Regions from separate parts of the Hordeum vulgare genome. Here region 2 is linked to region 1. A link is a contact called in public Hi-C data. All regions are on one chromosome and are shown on one strand. Each heading gives the region's core, a stretch centred on a gene start, on an enhancer-like site or on the middle of the called end of the contact. The rest is flanking DNA. Distances are from core to core; before and after follow the strand shown.

The links. Hi-C and Micro-C count contacts between places; a contact is called where the count stands out from the background.
Region 2: a Hi-C map of seedling shows a contact between it and region 1, with 2.8 times the contacts expected there. The contact joins the promoter of LOC123426426 here to the enhancer-like site in region 1. A contact is called at or near these places in 2 of 6 Hi-C or Micro-C datasets (leaf and seedling).

Annotation. Positions count from the first base shown.
Region 1 is chr2H:403,384,347-403,391,291 of MorexV3_pseudomolecules_assembly, reverse strand. No RefSeq gene overlaps it. Among protein-coding and RNA genes, the nearest start is that of LOC123430163, 100 kb to the left of the region's middle. Within about 2 kb of position 2,816, at least 3 of the 3 cell types and tissues checked have open chromatin away from gene starts, as enhancers often do. A contact at or near this core is called in leaf and seedling, where this site is marked.
Region 2 is chr2H:404,299,387-404,306,331 of MorexV3_pseudomolecules_assembly, reverse strand. LOC123426426 (aminoacyl tRNA synthase complex-interacting multifunctional protein 1) reads right to left here and starts at 2,933. Exons shown (of 3, transcript XM_045110263.1): 1 at 2,350-2,933; 2 at 1,672-1,878; 3 at 1-106. The coding sequence starts at 2,814.

The DNA.
Region 1 (6,945 bases), core at 1,567-4,066:
GAACATGTGGCAGGGAAGCTGTGGGCCATAGGGCTCGCCGATTAAAGCCCTCTATCACACTCCTTTATTTTTTAACATGTGCTTTGTATCTTCTAAGGTTTTTACCTTATTTTAGCTCGGTGTGTACGTCTCAACCTCATGAATAAAATAGACCTTTTTGGTCATTGCACAACCTTTTGTGTTTTTTTCTTTCACTCTTGCCTCGAGTTGGTATCTTTCCACATACAAAATGAGTCTCACTTCCAACCGGGGGTTCAAATTTATAAAACGGGCCTATGCTCAAGTTTGATGTTTGTTTCGCGTCTTGGATATTGCATTAGATGCATCGATTTCGAATCATGATTTTGGTCAATGATTTTGTTGCCCGGCTCCTATGCTTACCTCCTATGTTCCGCTTTGATCGACTAGGAGTGTAAAGGGAGAACCACTCTGATTGTGCTTCTATCCAGAATGGTTAAGCTCCGTAGTGGAGAAAGCCAAAAATGTATAGTCACGATAAGCATAAACTAGTTTACTATCCAAATGTGATGTCAAACTATAAACCATTAGTGGTTACACCATGATAAAAAAGGGTCCTTGTAACAAGAACCATGCTGTAAGTATATGTGCTCTTCGGCTAATCCGGTCACCACTGCACTGGGGGATAGTTTAACTACGCCACAAATTTGAACTCCTCTGACTAAGTGAAAGTTATGCAGCCACTATAATATGATTGTATGGTTCTTTAAATACGCAACCGCCTACGTGTTCTGAGACGTCGACTAAAGGTTTATGCGCTTTAGGGAAGACCCCACGTAGAATCTACAAGGGGATAGAAGCCGATGATTGGCCACTTTCAGAACTAAAAAGGTCACACAATAGAAAGGCTCCTGACGGCAGAAAAGAATTTTTTTTGTCTCGTTCTGGTATTAGGGAAATATTTTGGAATTTATAGGACGAAGATTAGGGTTAGGAGGCCTGCAGGGGGCCCACAAACCAGGGGTGCGTCCCCCCTAGGGCACGCCTTGCAGGCTGGTCGTCTCCTAGCAGGTCTCATGCCCCCTTCTCCAAGTTTGGCAGGTTTCTTCTGGTACAAGAAAAATCATTCCGGAGATTTTATTCCGTTTGGACTCCGTTTAATATTCCTTATCTGCAATACTCAAAAACATGAAAAAACACAAACTGGCACTAGGCTCTATATTAATAGATTAGTCCCAAAAATAATATAAAATAGCATATTAATGCATATAAAACATCCAAAATAGATAATATAATAGCATGGAACAATCAAAAATTATAGATACGTTGGAGACGTATCAACGACTCCCTCCGTTTTCGTCGTTGACCGTTTTGAGATCAACCACACACGCACACGCCCGCGGCATCATTAAATTTTTGTTTTTTAAAAGTGTGTATAAAACTTTCTAGGATTGTGTCGAAACTTGGCGCGCGGTCTTAATATAGTGTAGGTAGACTGCCTGCCAAATTACGTCGCAATCGAAGCCCGTTTGATACCCGAACGGTCGACGGTAGCGGCACCGTCATCGTTTTGTCGTCGAACGTTTTCGGTGTTTTAAAATCTTGTGTCGGGCCGCAAACCCCTCTCTTCTCTCAGCACATCATGGTTACACAGCCCACCTAGCCCATCAAGACCATCCCCACGTCCGTAGTCGTCCGATCAAGATTGTATGGCTCGAAAACGGGCAAACCCCCCCTAACCTAGCCCCATTGCCGATAAATAGGCCACCTCTACCTAATTAGGGACAAACCTTGTTTCGGGGCAATTTGTAGTAGGGAATGGGAATTAGGGGGGTGTAGGACTTAAAATCCCTTGTTTGATTGGAGGACAGGGGAATTAATGAGGGAAGGGGAAAGGGAGTTACGGGTCAAACTCCCCTTATCTCTTCCCTAGTGGGGGCTGGTAATTGAGGAAGGGAATGGAAAATGAGAGGAAAAAAACCGTTGTCATGTTAGTTGCTCTCGCTCCGTATGTGTAGGGATAGAATACCACCGGTGGATCCATTTACTTAGTTAGTTTCCCTATCAAATTCTCATGAAAAACCCCTTTCAATCACCAAACAAGGGAATGGGACTAGGAGACTATTTCCCACGTCCAAACCCTCCAGCCAACTCCCACTGCTAATTCCCATTCCCCTTCGCTGAGACTGCCAAACACGCTGTAACTCCTAGCGATCTTGTCCCGCCGCCACCCACCTAGTTTTCTCCACAAGCCAAACCGCAGCCAAATTCCCCCCACAGCTCGTGTCCCCATGGACGCGTCCGCCTGCCCGTAGCCCGGCATCAAGCAGGAGTAGCAGCTCCCGCCGCACCTGCCGGAGCCCCAATTTCACCTCGCCGACCGGTCTCCTCGGAGCTCCACCAGCAGGCCGACCAGCATCGCGCCCCTCTCCTGCTCCTCTTTCCTTCCTTCCCTTCTTTTCTTCCTCCCGAGTCTCACCTCGTTCTCTCTCTCTCTCTCTTTGCAACCTCGAACAGGAGCAGCGAGCAACGCCATGGAAGGCCACCGTCGCGGGCATCAGCAGGGACCTTCTCGACCACTAGATCTGGCGCCTCCACTCTACGCCCCTGCTATTTGACCTCCCGACCTCCGATGCGCGCCTCCCGATGCATGGCGTCGTCTTTGCTTCCTGTGCTCGAGCGGGAGCTCTCCATGGCCACAGGAACCATCGTCGCGGGCCACCATCTCGTGACGGGTCTGGTCGGAATGGAACTCCCGTTCCGCGCCACGCCAGGACACGGCCTTGCCCCCTCGCCTGCAGCTCGCCTTGAGCAACCCCCCGACCCTCTCCATCTTCGGGCCATGCACGCGGCCTCTGTTGGCCCCGCTGTGAGCATCCTTTCCATAACTGAACTTCGTGTTGCATTCAGATCCGTTCTGGCATGTTAAGGATATTTAGAAGTGCATGTATTTTATAAAATGAGGACATATCTAGCCGAGTTGGCTAGCTCGGCAGTTCTGCACCTGCGGGATCCTCGATTCGAGTCCAAGTGGCTCCAAATTATGTATAGTTTAATTTTTTACACAGCCACACACCCAAGCACGTCGGCCGGAAGCTTCCACTGACTGCAGCCCAGTGCATAGATTCGGCCCGTTGCATTTTTTTCTCTCGACGAATTTGTCTAATTAGCTCGAGCATTTTAAAGTTACACATTAGATGCCTATTTTAAAACTCCCGTATCTTTCAAACCCGTCGGATCGAAATAAATTAGATATGAAAAACGTGTAGAGTTTCGTGTAGATTAATATTTCCAACTTTCGTGCATATCTAAAACTGTTTAACCTTTATGTTGCATCGTTTTGCGTGATACCATGTGAAAATGGTTTAATTCGTAGCTAGTTAACCGTAACTCCGTTGGAGATGAGCTATATATATGTGAACCGACTAGAATGACGTGTAGTTTCACGTGAACCACTTTGTTGTCGTTTAACAAAAATAAAATGTGTTTTGGACATATCTGGACAAATTTCAAAGTCAACACATGGGATCGTCTCAGAAATGCTATATGTCATTTCCGGCCTCATTTAAAATGTCTAGATAGGTAATTTATTTGTGCTTCACCTCTTTCCATGTTTAAACAACATTTAATACTGTCATGTATCAAAACGGGAGTGAACTAAATAACTCGTATGTGGAGTTTCGTCAATATGCAACTCGTTACATATTGAGCTTCACTTAATGTGTAGTGTTTGGCGGTTGTGAATTGCTATGCCATGCCTTGCATAATTCAACTGGACATGCATCATATTAGGTTGTGCATCATATCGTGCATGTGACGTGGTGAATGTCGTGTGTTGATTCTTGTTTTCAGTTCGCTTCGTCTCAGTAGAGTTCCATAAGCGTGTAGGAATGTGAGGATCCGTTCGACTACGTCGGTCCATCTGCTTCACGGATTCGTTCTTCTTCCAAGCGGGATCGCAAGCAAGATGATAATTTCCCTATATACCATTACTATCAATGTCATGCTAGTTGTCTCGTTTCTTTCATTATGTCTCGTTGCCTACCACCTATTAAATGTCAGCCTGTCAACATTGCCATAAACCTTCAACCTTTTTACAACCTAGCAAACCACTGATTGGCTATGTTATCGCTTGCTTAACCATGTGTTAACGTTGCTAGTTACAGATGCAGTTGCTTCCATGTGAAAACATGGGTTCCTTGTTATGTCCCCATATTAATGCCATTTAATTTAAAGCACCTATATACTTGGTAAAAGGTGGAAGGCTCGGCCTTTCTAGCCTGGTGTTTTGTTCCATCTTTACCGCCCTAGTTTCGGCTACCGGTGTTATATTCCATAACTGAGCGCTCCTAACACGACCAGGGTTGTTATGGGGACCCCCTTGATAATTCGTCTTAGATTAAAACTGGTCTGGCAATGCCCAACTTTTGTACTATAATTGCCTAATTAACTAATGAACCACATAGGGTTGATCACCCCGTGGATAATTAATCAACTCCCGGGCCAGTGCTCCTCATGAGTGTTGGTCCAAAACGGGCTACCTCGGGGGCCACCGCGAGGAAACTTGAGGTTTGGTTTTACTCGTAGCTAGTCCCATCTGGTCGTGTCCTGAGAACGAGATACGCGGCTCCTATCGGGTTTGTCGACACGTCGGGCGGCCTTGCTGGATTTGTTTTACCTTCTAGAAAATATCTTGTGCATCGGGATTCCGGTGATGCTTTGTGTTATCTAAGAGTTGATGTTTTCCACTAAGGAATCCGAGGAGATCACGAGTTTCGTGATCGAGGCTTTCTATGCGGCTTGTGGTAATTTGCGATGGACTAGTTGTAGCACCCCTGCAGGGTTAAATCTTTTGGAAATCCGTGCCCGTGGTTATGTGGCAACTTGGAAACTTTGTTTAACATACGGTTCTAGATAACTTGAAGTAAACTTAATTAAAATATGTCAACTGGGTGCGTAACCGTGACTGTCTCTTTTGTGAGATCCTTCTCTAATCGAGGACACAACGGGGTTATGTCTGACGTAAGTAGGTATTCAGGATCATTCATTTGATCATCAGTAGTTCACGTCCACTATGCGTAGATCATACCCCTCTTTTATTTTTGTATTCTTAAGTTAGCCACCTCAAATAAATGCTTAGTCGCTTGTTGCAGCCTCACCACTTAACCATACCTCACCCATTAAGATTTGCTAGTCTTGATACCTTTGGAAATGAGATTGCTGAGTCCCTGTGGCTCACAGATTACTACAACAACAGTTGTTGGTGCAGGTAAAGAGTTACTTTGACGTGAGCGTGATGATTGTTCTATTTGGAGTTTATTCTTCTTCTTCATCGATCTAGGATGGGTTCCAGGCCGGCCGCCTGGGATAGCCAGGATGGACGTCGTTCTTTTATCTTTTTTTCGTCCGTAGTCGGACCGTGCTCTTCTTCATGATGATTGATTATGCTGTTGTACTGATGTGAACTTGATGTAGCTTGTGGCGAGTGTAAGCCAATTCCATATACTCATCTTTTCAATACATGTACTTGTAAAAATATCCATTCTTGTAAAACGACGAGATGTGTTCCTATCCCTGTCGAGGCCCTCACGTCAAAATAAGGATAGGATCGCATATTGGGCGTTACACCGGGGGTCCACCGAGAGGGCCACCCACCCCGAGGGGCACATGGGCCTAGGAGGTGGCGCACCAGCCCCTGGTGGGCTTGGGTGGCCAACCCCAAAGAGGCCCATGCGCCAAGGGCCAAAGAGCAGGTGGAGGAGGAGTCCTCCCAAGGGAGTCCACCTCCCTGTGTTAGGAGGACTCTTCCCCTTGGCTCGACCAAACCTCTCCTCCTTGGAGGAGGGGCCAAGGCAGCCCACCTACCTCTTCCTCCTATATATAGTGGAGGTTTTGAGGGCAACGACCACCTGAAAAAGCCACGTGTTGCCCTCTCCTCCATAGATCGTCTTCTTCATCTAGATTAGTTTGGTAGAGTTCGGCGAAGCCCTGCCGGATTAATTCACCACCACTGCCACCACGCCATCGTGCTGTCGGAGAACTCATCTACCTCTCCGCCCCCTCTTTCCAGATCAAGAAGGCGGAGATCGTCATCAAGCTGTACGTGTGCTGAACGCGGAGGTGTCGTCCGTTCGACACTAGATCGTAATTGGATCGCGGTATGGCTTGCGATTTGGATCGTGGAGACGTTCGACTACATCAGTCGTGTTTCTTAACGCTCCCCGCTTAGCAATATACAAGGGTATGTGGATCCGATCTCTCCTCTCATAGATGGTCATCACCATGGATAGATCTTGTATGTGCGTAGGAAATTTTTTGTTTCCCATGCAATGTTCCCCAACACTAATGAGGCGGCATATAGGCATCCACATAATTATATCGTAGATGGTTACTGCCCATTATTGAGGGGGCATCAGGCTCTCGGTGGGCACGCGATGACGAGTCTCTTGGTGGGTTGTCGATCATGCCGCCTAATAACTCTAAATCTTTTGCGTGGTGGATGGCAAGCAACACTTCGTACTTCGTCTGCAATTTAGGACAGTAAAACTGAGCCTAAAGGAAGCTCTCTCACGCCCCCAATGTTTCTAGCCATCGGATTTCGTGTTTGATTATTTTCTGGCCGTCAGATCATCATCTAAGTTGGAGTTTACCGTGACCTGGGCTGGTTGTCCTAATAGGCAGCTATTCTGCAGACTTTTTCTAAGGCCCGTGGTTAATTGGGCTTCTACGGGTTGTTATGCAAGCCCATTTAGGTACACGCCGATCGCTGAAAATTGTTCGCTCGATGGGATGTGCTCGATATAGAGGAGAAGAAAGCCGTCCCATCTCCCTGACCTCTCATCTCTCACCCACGATGTGTGCGATCACGCGCCACCACAGTTCCGCCACCTCCTGGTTCGTTGCTCCTCCCTCAGGTGACCTCCTCCCCGACCTATCGTTCTCTCCACTGATGGACGAACTGGTGGTGTACCGCCGCCGTTGCGGTGC
Region 2 (6,945 bases), core at 1,684-4,183, 910 kb before region 1:
CCATGCCTGCCGAGGTGCGCATTGGTTGCTCACCAAGAATTGCTATGCAGTTATCCGTTGTCTTAAGGTGAGGCTGAACAGACTCCCAAATCTTTTTCTTTTGAACCTGGCAAAAATACAACAAACCATGAGCTGTGTTGCTGCAAAGTATGTTCCATGGTAACTCACTTCTGCAAAATAATCTCTTACATAGGTTGGATTCATCGGAGTGGACAAAAAGCGAGATGGCTCTAGGCCTATCAAGATTTTGAATTTTTTATATTATTTTCACACAAACAAAGAGTCATGCTCCCTCCGTTTCTTTTTTTTCTTTTCGAGAAAACGCAAAAAGCTTTTGCTTTCATTGTATTAAAAAGAGAGGGTTTGGTACAATCCTCCTAGGAGGCAAATTACAGTGCAATTACAGGGGTATTAGTGCACATCCCAGGTCTGCGGCAATAGGACGCGGAGGCCCAAAGCTCCGGCTTTGGCCCAAAGAACAGCCTCATCCTTAATCTTGCCAATCACAGTAGTGATGGAAGGGCACGCAAGTCTTTTTAGATATTTCACTAGGAGACTACATACGGATCAAAATGAATGAATCTACATTCTAAAGTATGTCTATATACATCCGTATGTACTTTTTTAGTGAAACCTCTTAAAAGACTTATATTTAGGAACGGAGGGAGTAGTATTTTACCACTTATATTTTACTAAGCGTTTTATGACCTAACAACCAGGGATTGCCTCTCAAGAATCCACAGAGTTCCCAGAAACTATCAGTGAGATATCAGTTTTCTCTGCAGGTTTTCTCACCAAATTTAGTCTGCATAAGGTGCAGACCTGTATTATGCAGAACTAAGAATGAGTAATACTCCCTCGGTCCCTCCGTTCCTAAATATAAGACCTTTAAGAGATCCCAATATGGACTACACAGGGAGCAAAATGAGTGAATCTACACTCTAAAATATGTCTATATACATCCGTATGTGGTCCGCATTGGAATCTCTAAAAAGTCTTATATTTAGAAACGGAGAGAGTACATCACAAAGAAAGAAAGACAACGATGTGGCAGTTAGCCGTGTAAGCTGTCTCTGCAAATGACTCGATGTAGAATAAACTGTGTGGAATTTGGCAAGAAATCTGTTTTCAATACATTAATCTTGCTCACTAGGTTTACATAAGCATCATATATTTTGAAAAGAAGTTGCACAAAATATGGATAATTTCAGGTAATAGTTTTGTGACCAATATATCAAGTGGGACATGGGTTGTAACTATGTACAGTACTAGATAAAAATACACATGGCTTATACTACATATATAACATCATGCTCCTTGCTCCGAAATTCATGCAACAAATCTTAAGTGGTTGTGTCCTGGTTCATATGTGAATGCATAATGTACTACCCATCGTTACCAGTTGCAACTAAAATTGATCCCTTCCATGTACCTGTCTCGTTCATCAGCTATGACTACATTGAATTGTGCATTGGAGCTGTTGTGAGCAACATTTAATCAAAATAATGTTGTTCATGGTAAAATGTAGAACATTAAGGAAAATCTTTATACAGTTAAGCGGACAACATACACAGGGCTTAAGGATACTAACTGTAGTAATCTGCATTACTTAGCATAACTGGAATCGTCAAGAGACAATGCCAAGACAAATGTCTAAATTATAAGTGATACCTGGTTTCCCGTTGCAGGTTCAGATTGAAGACTCTTTTCATCTTCAGATCCAAACCATACCCTTTCACCAGGAACAGAACCTTCTGGAGGGGTGAGCAACTCAACAGCCTCGTGAGAAGCATCAGAGGCACACATAAGCATGCCATTAGACTTGATGCCGCGCATGTTTCTTGGTTTCAGGTTAGCAAGAACAATGACATTGCTGTCCTGCATAGATCGCATGCCATAGCTGATGTCATCAGTATATTCAGTAAAATAGAAGAAAATAACTTGCACTTCATTGCAGACCATCTATATACCCAAAGACGTCAATAAACAAACTGAATGCAATCGTAGAGTGAAGCATGAGGATCTTGGCTCAAGCTAGACCAATCCTGGTAAATTCAGGAAGGTTGGCACCTGGTATTATCTCACCAAGTGAATCGACACTTCCAGCATAATCATTAAGTAAGCTGTACACTTCATCTAATAGCGATGTTGCTCTTAATTGATACATACTAAAATTTCCAGTTCGTCCACATAGATACTGGTAATAAGTAGTTACTTGCCCGCCCGCCCGCCGAAATGCGCAATTTATGTGATCTATACAAAAACTTGAGCATACTAGCTAGTACAGTACATCATTTCTAAATAACTGAAAAATCTTGGATGGACGAGTTCTCATGCATCATTCATAACCTGGAGTTGGTCGATGGGTAGGTATTTGACGAGGCCGCTGCAGATGGTGCGCGGCTGCTCCTCACCGACGTCGACCTCCTCCACGTAGAGAGTATCCGCCTCCGGGTGCAGCCACGCCTTGACGACCCGCCCCACCCGGATGTCCAGGAGGCCAGCGAGCTCGCCCACCGGAACCTCGCCTTTCTCCTCCTCCCCAGCCGCGGGCGCCGGCTTCTTCTCCTCTACGGCCGCGTGCGTAGGTGCCGGTGCGACGACGGCGTCGGAGGAAGGCAAGGAGCAAGAGCAGAAGAGGGCGGCATGTTTGGCGGATCTCGCAGCAGACAACGGTGCCAAGAAGGAGATGGATTTGGCTATGCCCCTGCAGCCAACTCGGGTCCTGGCGAGGATGGGGGTTGAAGGCGGGGAAGGGAGGCGGAGGTGAACGCGACAGCTTGATGCGAAGGCCATTCTCGCTGCGGCCATCATCGTCGTGCCGCTCTCAGGCTTCAGCTGCCGCCGGTCCGGCTCGTCTCCGCCGCAAAGCGAGGCGCTGGGATTTTATCCGATGGGGAAGGAAGGGCCCAAGTGATCCGCAGGCCGGTGGCCCATGTGTGGAACGGTGCAACCAAATAACACAATTTCTACCGCTCAAAAAAAAGCGACATTTTCTATTTACAGTGAGCAAGTGCGTCCGGCATAGTGCATACACGGGAGAGGAAGTAAAAACTGATCTAAAGAAAAGGTAAGAGCAACTTTAAGGGGGCGATTCAAACGGACAGCGTTTTTTTTTGTCCGTTTGGGTCTTTCGTCGGTCTATCCGTGTTCTTTTTGTAAATGGGTCGGCACATGTATCCAACAGAAAGCACATGAACAACAATATTGTAGTATTAAAATAATAAAAGAGAGATGGTTGGGGATGGACCAACGAATTAAATAAGCAGACAGAGGTGGGTGGGTGGTTGTGTGATAAGTAGGCCAGGCCGGCCACATGCGGACACAGAGAGGATGCGTACGCGTCCGCGTCGATGCATTTCTGTCCTAAATTTGAGCCGAAAATGGATCGGCACGGACGCGAAGCGGACACGTTTTGGCAATGGGTCCGTGCGTTGGACCATCACTATTGTCCGCGCGGATCCAAACGGACGGCGGCGGACGAAATGGATCGCCCTGTTGAAATTGCTTTAAAAACTGAACTTTCCTCGACGTTTCCTACAAAAGCACTACACGGTTTTATGACACGTGTTTTTTAAAAACACCATGATATTTATGGAAACAATGGTTTTGTATATGAAAAACGTTTATTATCAACAGATGAAATTAAGAAAATGTAAGCCGCGTCCTCTGGTGGATACTTGTCCCTATGGACCCGTCACCGCTGTGTCTAGCCTTATCTTCTCCCCGCACGCAATCTCCTCCTCCACTCATCTCTTTCCTCTCTTTTCCCCTTTCTATCTCTCTTCGCCACCCCCACCCCACACCACCACACCCCGTCGCTACTACAAACTAACGGAGTAGGAGGAGAACGACGACAACCACAACGTGTTGTATCTGTGTCGGAGCAGCTCTGTCACAACAACATAAGTGGCCCGTCATGAGCTTCATCGCAGCACCCCGTCGCCATCACGTCATGAGATGTTACCGTCGCATGCACCGGACAGTGCTGTAGTGGAGCACTCAACGGTGGCTCCCCATGTTGCGGTGCAGTGCCCGCGCGGAGGCTCAGAACCTGGTGTTGCAAGGAAGCTTCATAGGTGCATCCTACGAAGCTTCACCGGCGGCGCTCGGAGCTGCTATGGAGCTTCAGTGGCAAGCTCAAAGTTGCAATGGAGTGTCCCGGTGGCTGCAATCGAGCGCGTCTGTCTGCGAATGAACACCACCGTGCCTGCAATGGAGCCCCGTCGCGGCTGGGGCTGTAATGGAGCTTCGCCGGAACACCGCACGCCAGTGGCTGCAATGGAGCGCGTCTGCTGCAATAGAGCTCTGCTGCAGCTGCAATGGAGCTTCACCGGGACGCCGACGGTGTTGTGTGGACCTTTTTTGCGTTGCGGTGCTGCCATGGAGCTGCAGTGGAGCTTCCCCGGGGGGTCATCAGTGTTGCTTTAAAGCTTGTTTTCCATCGGCTCTAGTGCTGCTGCGTTGGAGCTCTACCGGTGGCTCTGGTGCTGCAGTGTTGGAGCTCTACTGATGGCCCAAGTGATGCGATGTCGCCAGCGCAGTCGCCATGGTGAGGTGAGATTGACAGAGCAGCATCGTTGCAGAGGAGGCGTGCTTGGATTTGACTACGAGCAGTTGTGTGCGTCTTCTGCGTTGACCAAATCTAAGATCTACACATCGAGCAATCTGACTGCTTGCGAGGCGGCTTATGTTTGTTCATTATCATCTAGTTGATTTGTAGCATTGCCCCTTGTATATTGTGAAGAGCGGGGAGAGTGTAGAATGCTCAAAAATACATGCCTAGTTCTTATTTCGAAGGTAAAAAAACCCAACCTTACTCTCCTAATTCTGTCCCATTAACCCATGCAACGTGTGTCACACGTGATACAAGTGTATGAGTTGACAAGCAGTAGGAAGAGGATGAGTGAGCCGTGGGCCAGGGTTGTATTGAGCCGAGTGTGGCCTCGGACTAGAGAGTGTGTGTCGATGTACTTAACCCTGTGGACTCATCAAGAAGGACAGGAAATGAGACGACTCTCAGTCATCCTCACCCTCACCGTCTATCCCTCTCCCCTTGCTCCTCTCATCATCCCCTTTTCCCTTTCTCGTGTCGCCAATACCCTTTCCTAGGGTTCATGGTCGTCACAATTGCTATCTAGAGCCAATTTATTCCTCCCCCGCCGCCGGATCCACATTGCCGCACCCATAACCTCTTGGCAAATCGGTAATATCCATTGGAGTAGGTGCGATTTCACTCCGATGAGATCGCTCAAAATCCTTTGTAGGGTTCGATTTGCTCCGAGCTGGTGCAACAACGTCATCCAAACCCTCCTCCAGACGCGACACCTCATCGCTGCGATGGAGGAGCAGACATCCAACCTTACGGTTCTCATGGAGAAGCACCTCAACCACTTTGATGAGGAGAAATTGGAGGCGGTGAAACGTGCCGAGGTGCAGGCCGTGTTCAACATCCAAGTCTCCCACGAGCTGCAGAGTCTCTCTAAGTAGATTGGCCTCACCCAGGCCGATGTGGACGACGTTCGCAAGGTCACATCACTGTCGGACTCGCTAGAGCAACTTTAGCAGACCTCGCATCCCGCCGGCCCGCAAAACGCGTTTGCAGTTCACGCAAAACCGCTTCTGCAGACCGGCGCAGGCTGGCACAGATGCAGACCCCGCGTAATGGACCCGTAAAAAAGCATATTTGCGGAATATACTTTTTTTACGGGTCGGCTTCTACGGGTTCTGATCTGGCGCAGCTCATTCTGGCCCGTAAAACTTAGATTTGCAACTTAAATTGATCTAGCACAATGCTTTTCTTTTCTTTTGCAACAACATTATAGATACAAAAGATATCATCAATTCTTGGCTAGAATAGCAAAACCAAAGAAGTAAACGTTGCTTCCTCTCTAGTTGCACATGCAGTCGCATCATTGCCTTCGATTGTACTAAGGAGTGCACTAACATCTGTTAAGTTTCTTTCTATCAACAAATCAATGTATTGGCCTTCCCAAAACCAAAATGAGCATCCATCGTCCTACACGAAAAAATGAGCAAGCTCGAAATGAGCTACCGCGGTTGCACTAAAGAATGAGCTATGGAACGAGCTACCGAAGTGCACGTACCCCGTCGTTTTCGCATTTGTAGAACACCCATCCGGGGTGCGTCGGCGTGCCCGAAGTGAGCCGCAGCACTTGGCGCCGGCAGTCGTCGCACTGTATGAGCGGCATCGGCAGGCCACAAAGACGTTGCGCGAGCGCCGAGCCCGGTGGACGGCCGGACGAGTCCATGCCCGTAAACCTTCGGCGGCGGCGAGCGGACGAACCAGTGCCTGCATGCGACGATGCGCCCTTGCCTGGGCTGCGGGAGAGGCTCCCCGACCACTCCATCGCCTCGGGCAGCAACCGGCGGCCGGAAAAAGACAAATCCGGCGCCCCGCGATGAAGTGCCGCAGATCTGCAAATCCGGCGGGCCGCCGACGCAGGAAGGAAGGGAGGGGAGGCCTCGTGCGCGTGGCGGCCTTCCGACGTGCTCTTGTCGGCTACTGTCGCCGGAATCTTGGGCGGCGGCCGGCGGCGACGCGAGGGGGGAGAGGAGAGGTGATTGGTGGGAGAAAGCGCGGGATGAAATGTCCTCCACCAACCGCTTCCGTATATATGCAGGGCACCGCAGGTGCGAGGGGGAAACCGCGTTTTTCCGGGTTGGGGTCGGGATTTTGCCGCGTCCCCTAAATTTTTTTACGAGTTGGGACGGGATGCGAGGTGTGATCGGGCTGGTTTTTCTGTCCCGACCTGTATTTTGACGATTATTTTACAGGACGGGACGGAAGGTGTGCTAAGTTGCTCTTAGCTCCCTCTCCGAACTCGTCGGTTGACAACCCGTATGCGGCCATGATCCACACAGGAACGACCAAGGACGAGTCCCGATAGACCGCGCCCCCTCCACTTGCTCCGCGTACTGTTC